Regions from separate parts of the Anser cygnoides genome. Here region 2 is linked to region 1. The links are chromatin contacts, called in public Hi-C maps. All regions are on one chromosome and are shown on one strand. Each heading gives the region's core, a stretch centred on a gene start, on an enhancer-like site or on the middle of the called end of the contact. The rest is flanking DNA. Distances are from core to core; before and after follow the strand shown. Region 1 holds the start of MUC6 (mucin 6, oligomeric mucus/gel-forming). Region 2 holds the start of AP2A2 (adaptor related protein complex 2 subunit alpha 2).

Region 1 (7,279 bases), core at 2,643-5,142:
ATATGAAGATGCAGCATAAAGTTGTTGTCAGGAACAGGAGTTGTTCTCAGGCTGCAGATCTGTGGTGCCCACACAAACTACACAAAGGCCTACACAGCAGAGACAACACAGAAACCACATGGACTGCATTAACAGCAAAGAAACAGGGCACTGGAAGAAGATGGCTGTTATATCAGGCTTTGCTTTTGGTGTTAAAAGCAGTCAGTCATCCAGGATGACAGGTTCTCAAAGTGAATAAAACAATGGTAAGCCTGTATCTAGTTTTCTGTATGACAGACTGGTGCAAAGAAGTAGTCACTTTTTGTTGGCAAACGGCTGTTATGGGTACCCTGGGAGACATACGGTCCTGCCATAAACTCTTAGCAGTCAAACAAACAGTAAAACAATATGTAGTTCTAGTGCTATCTTTGCTTCTGCTATCCTCATCGTTTGGTCGGCACACAAAACCAAGTAAGTTTCTTAATGCCCGGCAGATCAGTGTTAATTAAACACTGCTAAGGATGTGTAAAGAAGCAGGGTGGGTGGCAGTGGGAGTTAATAACGAAAGCAGGGAACAGAAGAGATTGAATGATAACATCCTACCCTAAAGGAGAAGTCAGCTTGCTGTGGAGCTCAGGGGAAGGCAGAGAAACCAAATCTTGCAAATTAGTACCAAGTCATATCATTTTAGCCCTTGCAGGAAAAGCCTGCATTAAAATGGAAATGGCCTCTGAATCACGTGATTTTAGAGCAGGGAATTTAGACCAAGCTCTGCCGATGATCCCTAGGTCTGGACCTTCTGCAGAATGCTGCCTAGCATCTCTGACTGCCGTGAAAGTTTGTTTGCCTTGCCCTAGAGACATCAACTTTTTTCTAATCAGTAGCATCCCACTGACTGCAGTCCTTTCTTCTGTCTGGCATCTGGGCAGTAGGAGGTAGCAGTGTGTCTAATATTTTTGTATGGTCCGGAATAAGGGAAGCCTTGGCACAGAAAAGAGATGAGGATAGGAGGTAGCTGAGGAAGGACTGCTGGGATCTAGGCCATGAGTCATGTCCTCAGACAGCCAGAAGAAAAGATCACTAGAGAAAAATAAATAAATAAGTTTTTAACTATTTGAACAACCAATGGTAATAATTCTCTTTAAAGAACTACTCCTGTTATACTTACTAAATACAGAGACAATTGTTTGGAATTATAAAAACAAATCAAAATAACTTCGAACAATTAAATCTAACAAGAATACAGAATGATATATAAGGAGAGTGTTCAGTGCTTTGCCTGACAGCAGTTTCCAGGGAATTCACTTTAATATCTTCATTAATAATATAGATGATGGGGCAGAGTGTACCCTCAGCGAGGCTGCAGATGACACAAAACTGAGAGGACTGGTTGATGCACCAGAGGGTCGTGCTGCCATCCAGAGGGACTCAGACAGATAATCTAGAGAGGGAGGCAGACAGGAACCTCACCAAGTTCAAGAGGAGAAGTGCAGAATCCTGCACTTAGGGAGGAACAACACCATGTACCAGCATATGCTGGGGGGCACCCAGCTGGAAAGCAGCTCTGCAGAAAGACACCTGGTGGTCCTGGTGGACACCAAGTTGACCGTGAGTCCTGGGCAACCAGCTCTGAGTGGCCCTGTTTGAGCAGGGGTTGGACCAGATGATCCCCAGAGGTCTCTTCCCACCTCAACCATTCTGTGATTTTTAAGATGCTTTTATACACTTGCTAGCATTACTTCTAGCCCTTGTAAAAGGGAGGAAATAAAGTGAAAAATATGAAACCAGGAATGAATAAATGACACACTAAACTGAAACTCAAAATAGACCCCAAACTTTGAAGGTTGTTTAAGATTATTGAATAAGACATATGTGGATGACACTTTCTGTGGGAAATATTAAAAGATCACTCGCACAGCAAAAAGATATTTTTTTTAATCCCACTGACAGAGAATGGCCCCTGCATATAAATGTACTGTTGTGCTGTAGGAAAAGAGTTTCCATCCTCACAAATCTCATACTAGTTATGTCCAACCACATAGCCTCTTTAATGAAAAAGTAAATATTTAGTTGCCTAGATAATGCCTGATAACCTCCATATATATTATATATGTAATGACAGTCTTTCTTTTCCCCACTTATTTTTAAATAAAAGTACAGAACCTGCTTGGATCCAGAGAGCACAAATTAACCAGCAAGATCTATTAAAAGTGCTAAAGAAAACAACAATTTATTTTACTTGGTTCTTATCTCAGGTAGGCAGTGCTTTACTCTGAAAGCTCTCCTATAAGCAGTTCAGCAACTGCCCCAAAAGGAGTACTGCCAAAACATGGCATGCAGATGTTCTCTCCACATTTATTCTGCTTCAGATGCTTCAATTTACTCCTTCTAACAAAATCTGTAGAAGTGTCCAGGAAGTTTCTTCAGACACAATAGGTACAAGATGAGATTAAAAAATAATAATAATAAAAAAATAAAAGAACTGAATGGACCGTGCAGAGACGGTCCATTCCATTTTTAATCTGGCATTATTAACATCATCACTGAATGCAAATACGATATAGTGACTCACTGAGTACTAGCAGTATGTAAACATATTGTACATTGATTGCGGAATTGAAGTCCTGGAAACACGGCTAAGAGCAAACATTAAAAATTATATTGGACTCCTTGATATAAAGGTGACACTGGAGATTATTATCATACTCAGAATCCTGAAGTCCAGAGACAAAGTACATGTTGTCCCCCGTAGATTTAAAGCAACAATACTTATAGCTAAGAGAAGGAGGAAGGAAAAAAAAAAAGACTGGCCTACAAAATGAAAAATATCTTTTAAAATTTGTATTTTTTATTTTTCTGCTCTTTGCCTAGAGCTCAAACATACCTTCTTAATATGCTTGATTTAAATTACACCAAAAAGATACTACTTTTAGACATCTCACAGGTAACTTGATTTTAAAATAGAACGTATATACTTCTGAATAAATTACAGCAAAGAACTTAAGGAAAATGATAATTAATACTTTAATAATCAAAATAGACTACAGCAATCCCACTACTGAATTGTTTGATACTCTGTATCTATATGCATTGCAATAAAAAGCTTCATAATTGCAAGCTACCAATAAAGATTTAGGGTCAAATCAAACTGAACAAACATGGCTGGGTGAGGTTTTTGCTCACAAGATGGGTGTACTGTCCTTGAAATTATGGAAATACAGCTGTAAATACAACTAAACCTTTGATAGATGTCAGAATTTGTTTTCTATCAGGAGACACTTAATGTTTACCAAGTTTATTGGCTTTTTTTTTTTTTTTTGAGACATCTCAATATTCTCATAGTTCAGGACTAATTTTAAAACCACATGAGAAAACTTTGGTGTTAAAATCAGGCAGGTTGCTGCCCTTGAGACACAGAACAAACAGAAGCGTAACAGCTGTGGCAATGCACTCTGACTCAGAAAATAAACCCAGGCCTGAAACAGACTTCCACCAGCTCACACAGGCATCACAGACAGACATTTTTTAATCAAATTTAGACATTTTAGACAAAACCATGGTCTTGCCCAATGCTTATGTACTATTCCTACCTTTGCTTAAGCAGCCAGCCAGGGTACGCTCAGTGCCACTGCAGACTACTTGAATCACTCACAGCAAGCGTCCCCTCTGAGCGACGGCTTCAGGGTGCTCAGACGGGCTGACCACAGGCATTACAGACGGAATGATGACCACTGACTGCAGAAGAGCCATTTGTGGAATACACCAGTGAGCTGCCGCTGAAAGGAGGGCTCAGCACAGCCACCTCTGGCAACTGACAGGAGAGCACCTTGCTTGGTCTTCAGAGGTCAGGAACCTCCCTCAGGGACTGCTTGAAGCAAAGTCACATTCAGGCAGCTCCCCGTCCTCTGACAAAACACAAAACCTCTCAGCGCACAGAAACAAGAGGTAGATTTTAAATCTAACCTTGGCATGTTTCCCCACTGAGATACACTATCAGGGATCCCTCTGGTATTTGCATGTGAAGCAAAAAGCCACACAAGGCATCTGGCAAACCGTATCAGTTCATCACCACCCCAATCAATTTTTTTCAAAGTACATGGGACAGTACAGATCTTATGCACTTGTCTGCAAGTTAGCCTGAATTTTATAGTATGCAGCCCTAAAAGAGGGTGACTGGCTGGCAGAAGAAGAAATCAGCCCCGTTTCCTCAAGGCAGCTGCGATCCTCAGGAAGGGGCAGGGCTTTCCCTGAGAGAAACTGGGCACGTGCAAGGTGCTGGAAGGCTCTAGAAAGCCCCCGTTCTGTGAGGAAGCCCCTCAGAGCAAGGCGTAGGGCAAGTGTTGGGAAGAGCAGGAAGCAAAAGTGATCCCTGAGCCTCTGAGGTGAGAGACCTGGGAGCACAGAGGGAACTGTGCAGAGGGCAGCAGAGGCCAAGGAGCTTTCCTGGAGGGAATCATGCCTCAGGGAGAAAGGCTGGGCTGTGAGGATGCTGTGGGTGAGGATTTGTTGCAGTCCCCTCCAGTTCTTTTTAATCAAAAACACTTGGAGCCTCTCCATTTAAAATTGTAATTTTTCTAGTCACTTTTTTTTTTTTTTTTTTTTTTTTTTCAGGAAAACTTGTTTTTAATAAGGAAGTCACAATGGCAGTCACACAGTCTGCTCACAACATCGACAGCTCAGACACAGCTGGTGCTGGTTAAATCCCAGAGCCCATGAGGTGAAGGCACTGCTGTTACCAAACACAACCCTCTGTGAGTCACTAACCATAGCTGAAGGATGGGGAATATTACAGCAGATGTTTGAAAAGATGCTAAAATTTAAGTTATGACAAGTACAATTCTAGGAATATCAGGAAGTTTTGGGGTTTTTGTTGTTTGGTTGTTTGTTTCTTTTTTTTTTTTTTTCCTTTAAAAGGGGCCTATGAATTGTTTAGAATCAATAGAAGTCTTACATGATGAGGATTTGGATCATTTTCCAGAGAAATACTGAAAAATAAGTGACTCATACACAGTATCTTGGAAAGCTATTTTGTTGTTTATCACTTCCTCTGTGCTTGCAGTAGTTCTGACTTGGCAGGCATAACTTCTGGCTAACAATTTTAATTTGCATCGTGTTTGGATGTGCTGCTTTTAACATAGCTTAAGTGATTAGCCAACCTCTTTGATGATAGCCTGTGGTAAAGGTATTTCATTATGAGTTTATGGGTTAAATTGTTTTGAATTCACCTGATGTTTTTTTAATCAGGCACCCCCTTCACACCTGCATGAACCTATGTTACTTTTGAAACTCTGAGTCATTTTCAAGACTTGAGTCTGCTTGAATGTATCACAGTAGTCAGTACAGTACATTCATGACTGATTTTATTTATTTATTTGTGGCTTGTAAGCAAGCATGCAGTGAAGGATCTGTATTTAGTATAATGTTCTATAGCATGAAGACACAACTGGAAGAGCTGAGTAGGCCTTGGGGAGAGAGAGATTTGCTCTTTAACACTGTATTTCACTCCACACTAACTTCAAATAAGCTCCCAGAGCCACAATTACAATATTTATTTTAGTATTTTTGTTCAGTTCACATCCGTGTTCTTGGATAGTAAGCTTTAAGTGCATCAGGCCCATCTAGCTAGGAGAGGCTGAGAGCAGCTCCAATGTCAAATTGTCACAGATAGTTACTAAAGATCTTGGATTGTCATATTAGAAAGAGTAGAACCGTATCTCAGTCAGTTTTTGATAGTTTTGAATGCTTCTGCCTACTTTTGCATTGATATCCATAGAACTCTAGTGTCAAAGAGCCAGAGAAGAACTTCAGCAATTGTTTTAATTTGAAGTAGGAAATTGTGATAAAATTGAGGAACACAAAAAAACGTTTGAACTTAGTGTTAGGATTTTGACTTCAGGACATTACAAACCGAGTTTACCCAATTTACTCTCAGGTGAGTGTCATGTGTTTCAAAAACTTTCTAATGCTGTTCAGCAGTTCCATTCTCAGATGATTCCAAAGTGAAGATATCAGCAAAGTATGGTATGACACAGAAGTTTTGAGTGCCCCCTAATCCAAAAAAAAAAAATCTGATTTGGAGATATGCCTCCAGCTCGTGATTTCATGAGTGTCATGAGTGTCTTTACTAAAAGTAAGTTGTTGGCATATTTGGACACTTGATTCTGGCAAAAGCACCAGTTATTTCGTAAGGTCACAAGTCACAGATACTTCCAAACTACCTCGCTAATAGAACTTGTGTAATTCCCCAAAGTTCTTGTGCTATCATTCTGCTTTTTTGTTGCTACACTTAGGTACAATATCATTTTGTATGGGTGATCAAACAAAGGATCCCCAGTTCATTGAGGCATTCAACTGTACATCAATCTTCAGCCACCTCAAGGTAAGCTACTGGTCTTTATGTGGATCATCATTGTTGTCAAATCCAGAAAGTCTTACGTCGTTATTTTTCCTGTTTCTAATTCTGTGAAAGATAGTTTGGGATCTGTCTTAATCACTGTTCCTGAATAAAGTGGACATTTTAGATGATGATACATAAGAGTACATAGTTTAGTGAGAGTTTTTCTTCTTTCACTCTTTGCCATTATCTATGAGTGAATATTTTTTTGGTAGAACCAAACACCTGACTGATTGAAATCTAATATGCTTCAAAATGGACTCAATATGTAGAAAGGCAACATGAAAGGAACAGGACTGCATATCTTTACTGACAAGAAGCAATCCGAAGTTAACTTCCATTCTTAAATTCTTGTATTTGTATGCATTGGTGAGCATTGCAGTAGGTATTTCAAAGCCTCTAACACTTAAGGATATTCTGATGAGATGAATTATGTTTATGTCACTTAGATATTTCTTGATTTTTATTCTTGCCTACAAGAATTTCAATCATGGTCATTTTCACATATTGTTTAAAAAAAAAAAAAGACTTTGGGAGTTATAATCTCAGTGACACAACTCAATATAGCAATACAGTAATACAGTGTCCTAAGTCTACTGTTTTTATCTGTGAAATTGGAAAGAACATTCATGCAGTGTACCTTCAGCAGTCCAGTGGTTTTATCTCATTCGGTATAAGGCTACCAAACATCTTTTCAGACAATAACATGGCCTTATCCCACTGCTTCCAGTGAAAGAATAAATGTATCTGGACATAAAGTTTTTAGTACATGGAAAATGGCAGCCAGTGCACAATGCTGCAGAGCACCTCCTCAGCAATCTATTACAAATATATCCTCTGTTTTATATATATATATATATAATGTGTGTGTGCGTGTCTATATTAGGTAGCCCTTTGTTATCTATA
Region 2 (7,279 bases), core at 2,981-5,480, 130 kb after region 1:
TCAGCAAAGACAGCTAAAGAGTTTATAAAGCACCATCTTGCCTTAACGAGATCACTTTAGCAACTCCCCAGTACATGCACACACAAAAAAATTTAGCATATTTAAGTTAAAAACAAGCATGTCTTAGAGGACTCCATATGCTTGTATGCATAATGCATGCAGGTTTTGTTGAGTTTCAGCTCGAGACACTTCCAAGCAGTGACAAGGGCTCTTCCAGACCTGAGGTCTGGATGGCACTCCATTGAACCCCTGGTCAGGGCTTTACAGCTCCCCTGTCACCGCAATCTATTTTGCACTACAGTCCTGTCTTCCTATTTTCTCAGTAGGCCACATTAAATAGGAGTTAATTACCTGTGCTATCTCAACTACCTGCTTCAGTTCAGCTTTCAACCTTTAGTTTTCTTGTCTCTTCTCTGTGGTCTACAAAAGACAAGAGCTAAAAAACTATTTGCTGTACTATTCTATATATGTTACAAAGCCATCTGCCTGAGCAAGCTTCTAGAAAAGCCCATATTTCTACCAGCAAGCTGTCATGTTATTTTCACTTTTCTTAAAAAGTCTTTTCTCTCCACCATGCAAAAATACAAATATATGCAAAATACATGGCCTACAACAAGTAGTTGTCCTGAAATAAGACTCTGATACCAGAAACTGCAGAATAACTTGTTTTCTTACACTCAGGTTTTAAAAATGCACTTGATATTTGTGAAGATATGTGAAGAAAGAACATTTCATTTTGAAAATGTCAGTGAGTATTAGTGTTTCACATAGGCTAGGGCAAAGTCAAAACATTAAGAAGCTCTTCCACTTCTTAAAAAGGTTTTGTAATTTTTGCTCTAAGTAGTATTCTTTAAAAAAAAAAAAAAAAGCTTTATAGACTTGAGAAACCAGCATATCTTAAGCAGACTTTTAAAAACCAGGTAGAAAGTCAGTCTTATGTTCAAAGTCATGGCACAGAAGCATTCCACACACAGATCAAGAAGTTTAACAGATAACCAAATAACCCAGGTGCCCAAAAACATGCTTAACTGACACAAAAGTAACAACCAACCTTTAACTACTAAATACAGGCTGGCAGTGTTAACTCACAACCAGCTAGAGTTGTAAGAACTGAAAGTTGCTGTCAAATATATTTTTTGAAGCCCTGTAATAGACTTGTAAAAATAGATAGAGAAGATGAGCGTGACTCCCAGATTAGTAATTTAACAAATTTGTAAGAGAATACATTGTTTAGTGCTGCAGATGCTGTACTTACAGATGACCAAGAAATAAACCTTGATGTAAGATTAAATATTTATAAAGATAGAAGGTCTAAATTTACTGAAGTCCCTCTTGAAGTGTTATGCTGTTACCTTGGAAACATGCTGTACATCCACCTAAGCAGTTAGCACATATCTACGTTTTCATTATTCAGCAACATCTATGATGCAAATTCCTTATCTGCACAAAGTATTTCAGAAAAAAAAGTCTTACTTATAATCTGGAAGGGTTGTAGGCAAATTAAAAACTTCAGGCACCTATGGCAAAGAGATGGGACCTATTAAAAAGGGATGAATGAGTCAAAGACAAAAATAAGACTGAAATTTAGAATACCAGCAGGTATTTGGCACATCAGTACAAGAATCAGATATTTTGTTTGATTTTCAGGCTAGAACAGAGCCTAAAAGCTGCACTTGGTGTCTCATTTCCCTCCCATCCCAGAACAGGAACATTTTCTTAGATCTCCATGTCCAAAGATCCTGTTAGCTAAGCAGCTGTTACTTTATGTTCTTGACAAATACCTAGCTCCCCACACTGAAGTAGGAAAGATGGAACTCAAGCTAATTAATACCAGCATTTGCAAAATGCAAAGTCTCTAGAGAGTACTCTTAAGTGTATTTGGGAATCTTACTCAACATACAACAGCCCATGGTTAGCTGGCAACACTAGGAGCTCCCTTGAGGGAAATGATGCAGGTGCATCTATTTGTAAGGACTATTTGTAAGGACAGCTATTTGTAAGCTGCATAGATCACCTACCACTGGAAACCAGCAGCTCTTTCACAGCTATTTAGAAGAGGCAGTTGCCTTCTTCATCACAAAGATGAAAGATACAAAGGTATCTACAGCTTCCAATAGCTGTCTGGAAAGGGACAAAACTATCTGTAATGTTTAAACAGATAAAGTATTAACATCTTATTTGTTTCACACAGCAGTTACTTCTTTGCCACTCTTGCAGACAGAGAGAGTATGAGTGGTTTCATGTCCAAGCTGGACAGACAGGTGGTTGTTCCATCCGGGTTCCTGCACTGCCTACACAATGGCAAGCCTGTGGAGAAAACAGTAATTTGTTCTACCCTACTACCTCAAATCTTGTAATTCCGTATCTATTAACATACGTTAGGTACCTAAGACCTTGAATGTTTCTCTTGTTTTCAGAGAAATTTAGTAGAAGGAAATACAAGCAGAGAAATACTGACCAACTGCAAGACATAAGAGATACTTGAAGAATAAAATCATAGTACTTCTAGTGAAATGAATGGAGTAAGTAATTCAAAAAGAGCTAAAACACAACAGCAACAAAGTCTTACATTATCACCAGGTGAAACTATGTTACACATGCAGCTGGCACACAACAGTGGTGTACTAGATGTTCAGGAAACTGGGCCAACCAGCCAAAGCACAAGAGTGAGTCAGTAATCTTGAACTGATAAACACCGCATTTTCTATGTGCAGAAGAAGGCCTTTAAGAGTGAAGTCTGAAGAAACCTAAGGACCTGCAACTTGATTATGAAAAACTGCTGAGACAACGCCTTCTGTACAGAAGATTCAGGACCTTGAATTTTATGTACCAGGCTATAAATCCAAATCACCTGAATTTAGTTGAAGGAAACTGCACATTTAAGGGGTCTCATTTTATCACTCCAGTTTTCTCTGCAGTCTTTTCTATTGCTCCTGGATTAATTCCGAAGTCATCACCACAAAGCCCTCTGAAGGTGGAGACATTTCCAAGCCAGTTTGGTTATCCTAATATGAGCCTAGCTAGATCACCATAATTTTACATTAAAAAGTCTCCGATCCACTTTTATCTTTCGGACAGGAAGCCTTGATGACATTCCTTTTAAAATAGCCTCGAGTAATCCAGAGCCACACAGGTGGACAAAATATATAGCCGTTTCATCACGCCAACCACAGCGACCTTAGCCCTTCCCCAGGCAATTCTTGCCACATCACACACTTAGATCTCTGACTTCGATTAATATTAAACTGCTCTCTCATGCAGGTCCCGGGGCTGGGAAGGAAGGCAGCCGACCCCCAGCCCCACCAAGCCCTACACTTCTCTCTGCCCTTTGCGCATCGCTACACAGAGGGTCCCCACAACCCTCAGGCCGTGCTCCCTCAGCGATTAAAACCGAGCGGATCCCAAGAGCTGCTTTCTATCACAACAGGATTTGAAAGCAGACTGAAGCCAAGCGTAAACACACCCAGAGAAGGCCCTGCTCGCTGCCAGCCTTCCAGGGGCCTGCTTTCCTTCAGGGACATTTTGAATCGAGAGCCGGCTGCGGCTCTGAGAAGCGACCGCCGGTGCCCACCCCGGCCCCAGCCGCCCACCGCCTTCACCGCCGCCCCTTGGGAGCCCCGACGGGCTCCGAGCCCCCCGGCACCCCTTTTCCACAGGGACCCCGGCCACAACAAAGGAATAACCCCCCCCACACACACACAAAAATCAAGCCGACCAGACCAAAAGACACGTAAATTAACCCCAAACCCGCAGCAGAAAGCCTTCGGCTGCCCGCCCCAAGCTCTCCCCCCCCCCCGCATCTCCCGCCGCCCCCCCGGGGCGCGTCGCCATTTCGTGAGGCGGCAGAGCCGCGGGCGGCCCGCCGCGGCGGCGAAGGGGAGAGAAGGGAGCCGAGGGAAGGAGGATGAGGGAAACCCCCGACCCCGGCCCCAAAACACCCGGTAATCGCCTGGCCGGCGCGGCCCGGCCCTGCCCAACCCAGGCCCCACCGCGCCCCGGCCGCCGCTCACAGTTGCGGATATCGGAGATGAAGACGGCCAAGCCTCGCATCCCATCGCCCTTCGATACCGCCGGCATGGTGGCGAGCGATCACGGCCGCCCAGCGCCGCGTCAAAGCACCGCAACCCCACCGCCGCTTCTCCCCGCGGGGCTCCTCAGGCCGCTGCCGCCGCCTCTGCTGCGCGCAGGCGCCGCGATGGCTCCCGCTCCCCGGCGGGCGGCGGGCGGCGAGGCTCGGCCACCCCCTGGCGGACGGAGGCGGCGGGGACCCGGCCCTGCCCTCGCCGGTGTCCCCCTCACGCCCCCGTCGGCCCCTCTCGTCCCCCGGCCCGCAGGCGGCGGTGCCGCTGTTGGGGTGTGATTTGTCGGGCACAGCCCGTCAGGGTAAACGGGACCGGGAGGGGCCTTCTCCTGAGGCGTTGTTGTCTCCTCAGGAGCGGCCTAATCCCTGCCTCACCCCCGTGCCCCCGCTGGTTTTAATGATTTGTGAAGGAGGAGCATTTGGGTTTTGCCTCAGAGAATGTAACTTGTATGAGAGAAGGAGAGGGACAAAAGATCTGATAGGAAAGTGGGCTTTCAGCGGTAAGTTTTGATCTAGGATCTTATTTCTGAAATGTAGAGAGGGAGGTACTGACTCCTTATGGTAGAATACGTAAGACCATGGTTTCCCCAGGACACATCTCAGTCCTCCAGCAAAAAATGGGCCCCAAAAGCTGTGCATGGGATCTCCATCACAAGCCTTGCAGTTAGAAGAGTTGGTATATGCAGATCCTGTCACTACCCTCTGGGGTAAGCAGTGCAGTTGTTCTGCATTACATGTGGCAATTCATGCTACCCTGGGCTTGCAGGTGTGCAAGGCCGGGGCCGCATGTCTCTCTTGAAGGCCATGAACCTGCAGAGCAACACAGTCCCACACCACATCTGCTCCTGAGATGGAAAACATTTCAAGGTTAAACTTTCTTAAACACACCGAAGAGGTTGGACTGCACAGAGCATTTAATCTCATCAGCTGAAAATAGATTCAAAGGGTGTCAAAACTGGCCTAGTCTCCCTAAACCACAGTGTGTTGAGAGGTTCAGTCATAATGGAAATTATTAGTATACTTAGCAGGTTATAATGACCTCTAGAATCGTGGGATTTAGGACTACTGGAGATCACTCAGTAATTTATTTAATCTGTTTTCTTGTATTCTTCAAACTATTTCATTTCACATGGTCCTTTTTTCGTTTTTTTTTTTTTTTTTTTCCTGCATTGAGCCCAATAACTAGATTTTAGTCACAGTCCATTGTCCAGAAAGGCATTCAGTTTTGATCTGACATCATCAAAAGATACCAAATCTACTTTTTCTCTGGGTAGTTTGTTCCCATGATTAATGCTCCTCATTTAAAGCTCGCATTTTACTTAAATTTATCAAGCTTCAGTGCCTATAAGTTAATGATATATTTTTCTCTCATAAATAAAGAGCTATGTAATACTCGATACTCTTTTTCAGATAGTGGTGGCACACTTCAGCCAGGTCACCTCTCAAGTGTCTTTTCTGCATGTTTTCAGGATACATTTTTACACCAGTGCTTTTCAGTTGTATATCTGTTACAAAGAGAAAATTATAGTAACTGGTAGTCAGGAATGTATCCTTTTCTCCCTGGGCTTGGTAGATCAAGTGCGGCTAGTAGCAATTGTGCACAATGCAGATTCTCTGGATAAGGAAGTTTAGATGAAGAAAATTGTCCTTCTTCAGAGTTTTATAATCAAATAGTGATGTTTAACCATAATTTCCATTTACCCTCAAAGCTGAAAACTTAAGATTTCACTACAAAGGAATTTATTTTTCTGAAAAACAAACAAAAAAAACCCATATTTGAGTTAAACAAAATAAGATGTCGAACTAATTTCTACTCTTAAGAGCAGAGTGACACTTAAAGGCCAAGTATATCTGTCCTGTCTGGCTGCACTCCAGTCAACACTGCAGCTGTAAGATGTGCAGGTACACTTAAGCAACCTTTTAAGAGGGAACTTAAATACAGCTAGTGGAATAGCTGTGGCAGTACCAAGTGCATTATGGGTTGTAAATTCTGTTTGAGAAGGGGAGTAAATATACAAATAGAAAACCCATGTGGAGCTCTTTCGTGTTATAACTATTTCATTTTTAACTGACTCGGTATGCAGCACGCATTCCCCAGTTATTTTATATCAACCTCCTTTGGCTGACATTTCAGTCTTTACTATATATATACACATTCTTGCTCTCTTGTCTTCTTTTTGCCTCAACAAATCCTTATGCGATTATGGTGAATGTGTAGGTCTATGTCTGCCCCTACTTCCTCTTAATTTAGAGCTCACTAGCCAATTTCAGACAGTTTTGGTAGGGAGAAGATAAAGATTTTACATGAATAAACAGCCAGTTAGAGGAAAGAGAGCTTGTAATGGTCTGAAAGAGAGCTTGTAATGGTCTCTAGATGCATCCTGACTGAAAGAAATGTAATGTGAGCCCGATGTGTTATTAGAGAGCACAGAGTTCACACTAGACATAGCCCCTACAAATGCCCTAGCTGATATATCTGGAAAATGTTTCAGTTTGAGCTCAACATCTACGGAACACTAGTCTGTGAGAACCCAGACTTCATCAGTTCCATACATCTCAAGATGAAGTGATTTTTAGAGATTGCCAATTTCTGTAAAATCAGCATTAAAGTGGAAATAATAGCAAGAAATGCTTTCCTATTACACAAGATATTTTACAGAACTTTTTTTTTTTTTGCCAACAAATCCACAATGTCTATATCCTCCCTAAGTCATCCATAAACTGCTTTAATCTTTTTTAGGATTTCAATATCCTTTGGTACAAAGACTTGAAAAATCAGGCTGACCTTCACAAAATTAATACCATTAAGCTGACTGGTTTCAGCTGGTGAGTATCTGCTTGTGGGAACTACAGCTTTTGCTGCATTTCTTTTCTGCCTGACATTGAGACCTGAGTGGTGGCTTACAGACGAGTTCATCTCCTGCTCTGGAGCTTTAAGTGCTGTGCACAGTGTGGTTTCTTCTTTGGTTTCTAAAGCCAAAATATGATTCATTTTTGAGTATGATTACATATCATTACGAGGAATTTTAACACCAGAAATCATCCAACACTCAGAATAATTTACAGCCCATACTGTGCTTGGTACTGCTACAGCTATTCTGCTACCTACAGCTACTCTTCACCCCTACCTGACTATCTGCCAAAATCACACTAGAATAATTTGGACAGCTTTATGCTTAGGGTATGAACTCATGCACT

The links. A called contact is a pair of places that touch in the nucleus more often than the background predicts.
Region 2: a Hi-C map of liver shows a contact between it and region 1, with 1.8 times the contacts expected there. The contact joins the promoter of AP2A2 here to the promoter of MUC6 in region 1. A contact is called at or near these places in 4 of 7 Hi-C or Micro-C datasets (fetal liver, granulosa cells and liver).

Annotation. Positions count from the first base shown.
Region 1 is chr5:19,654,506-19,661,784 of Taihu_goose_T2T_genome, forward strand. MUC6 (mucin 6, oligomeric mucus/gel-forming) reads left to right here and starts at 3,893. Exons shown (of 46, transcript XM_066997557.1): 1 at 3,893-4,474; 2 at 4,591-4,730; 3 at 6,270-6,358.
Region 2 is chr5:19,784,898-19,792,176 of Taihu_goose_T2T_genome, forward strand. It overlaps AP2A2 (adaptor related protein complex 2 subunit alpha 2), which reads right to left and starts at 4,231. Exons shown (of 22, transcript XM_048058627.2): 1 at 4,011-4,231. The coding sequence starts at 4,077. CHID1 (chitinase domain containing 1) reads left to right here and starts at 4,358. Exons shown (of 13, transcript XM_066997980.1): 1 at 4,358-4,581. The coding sequence starts at 4,479.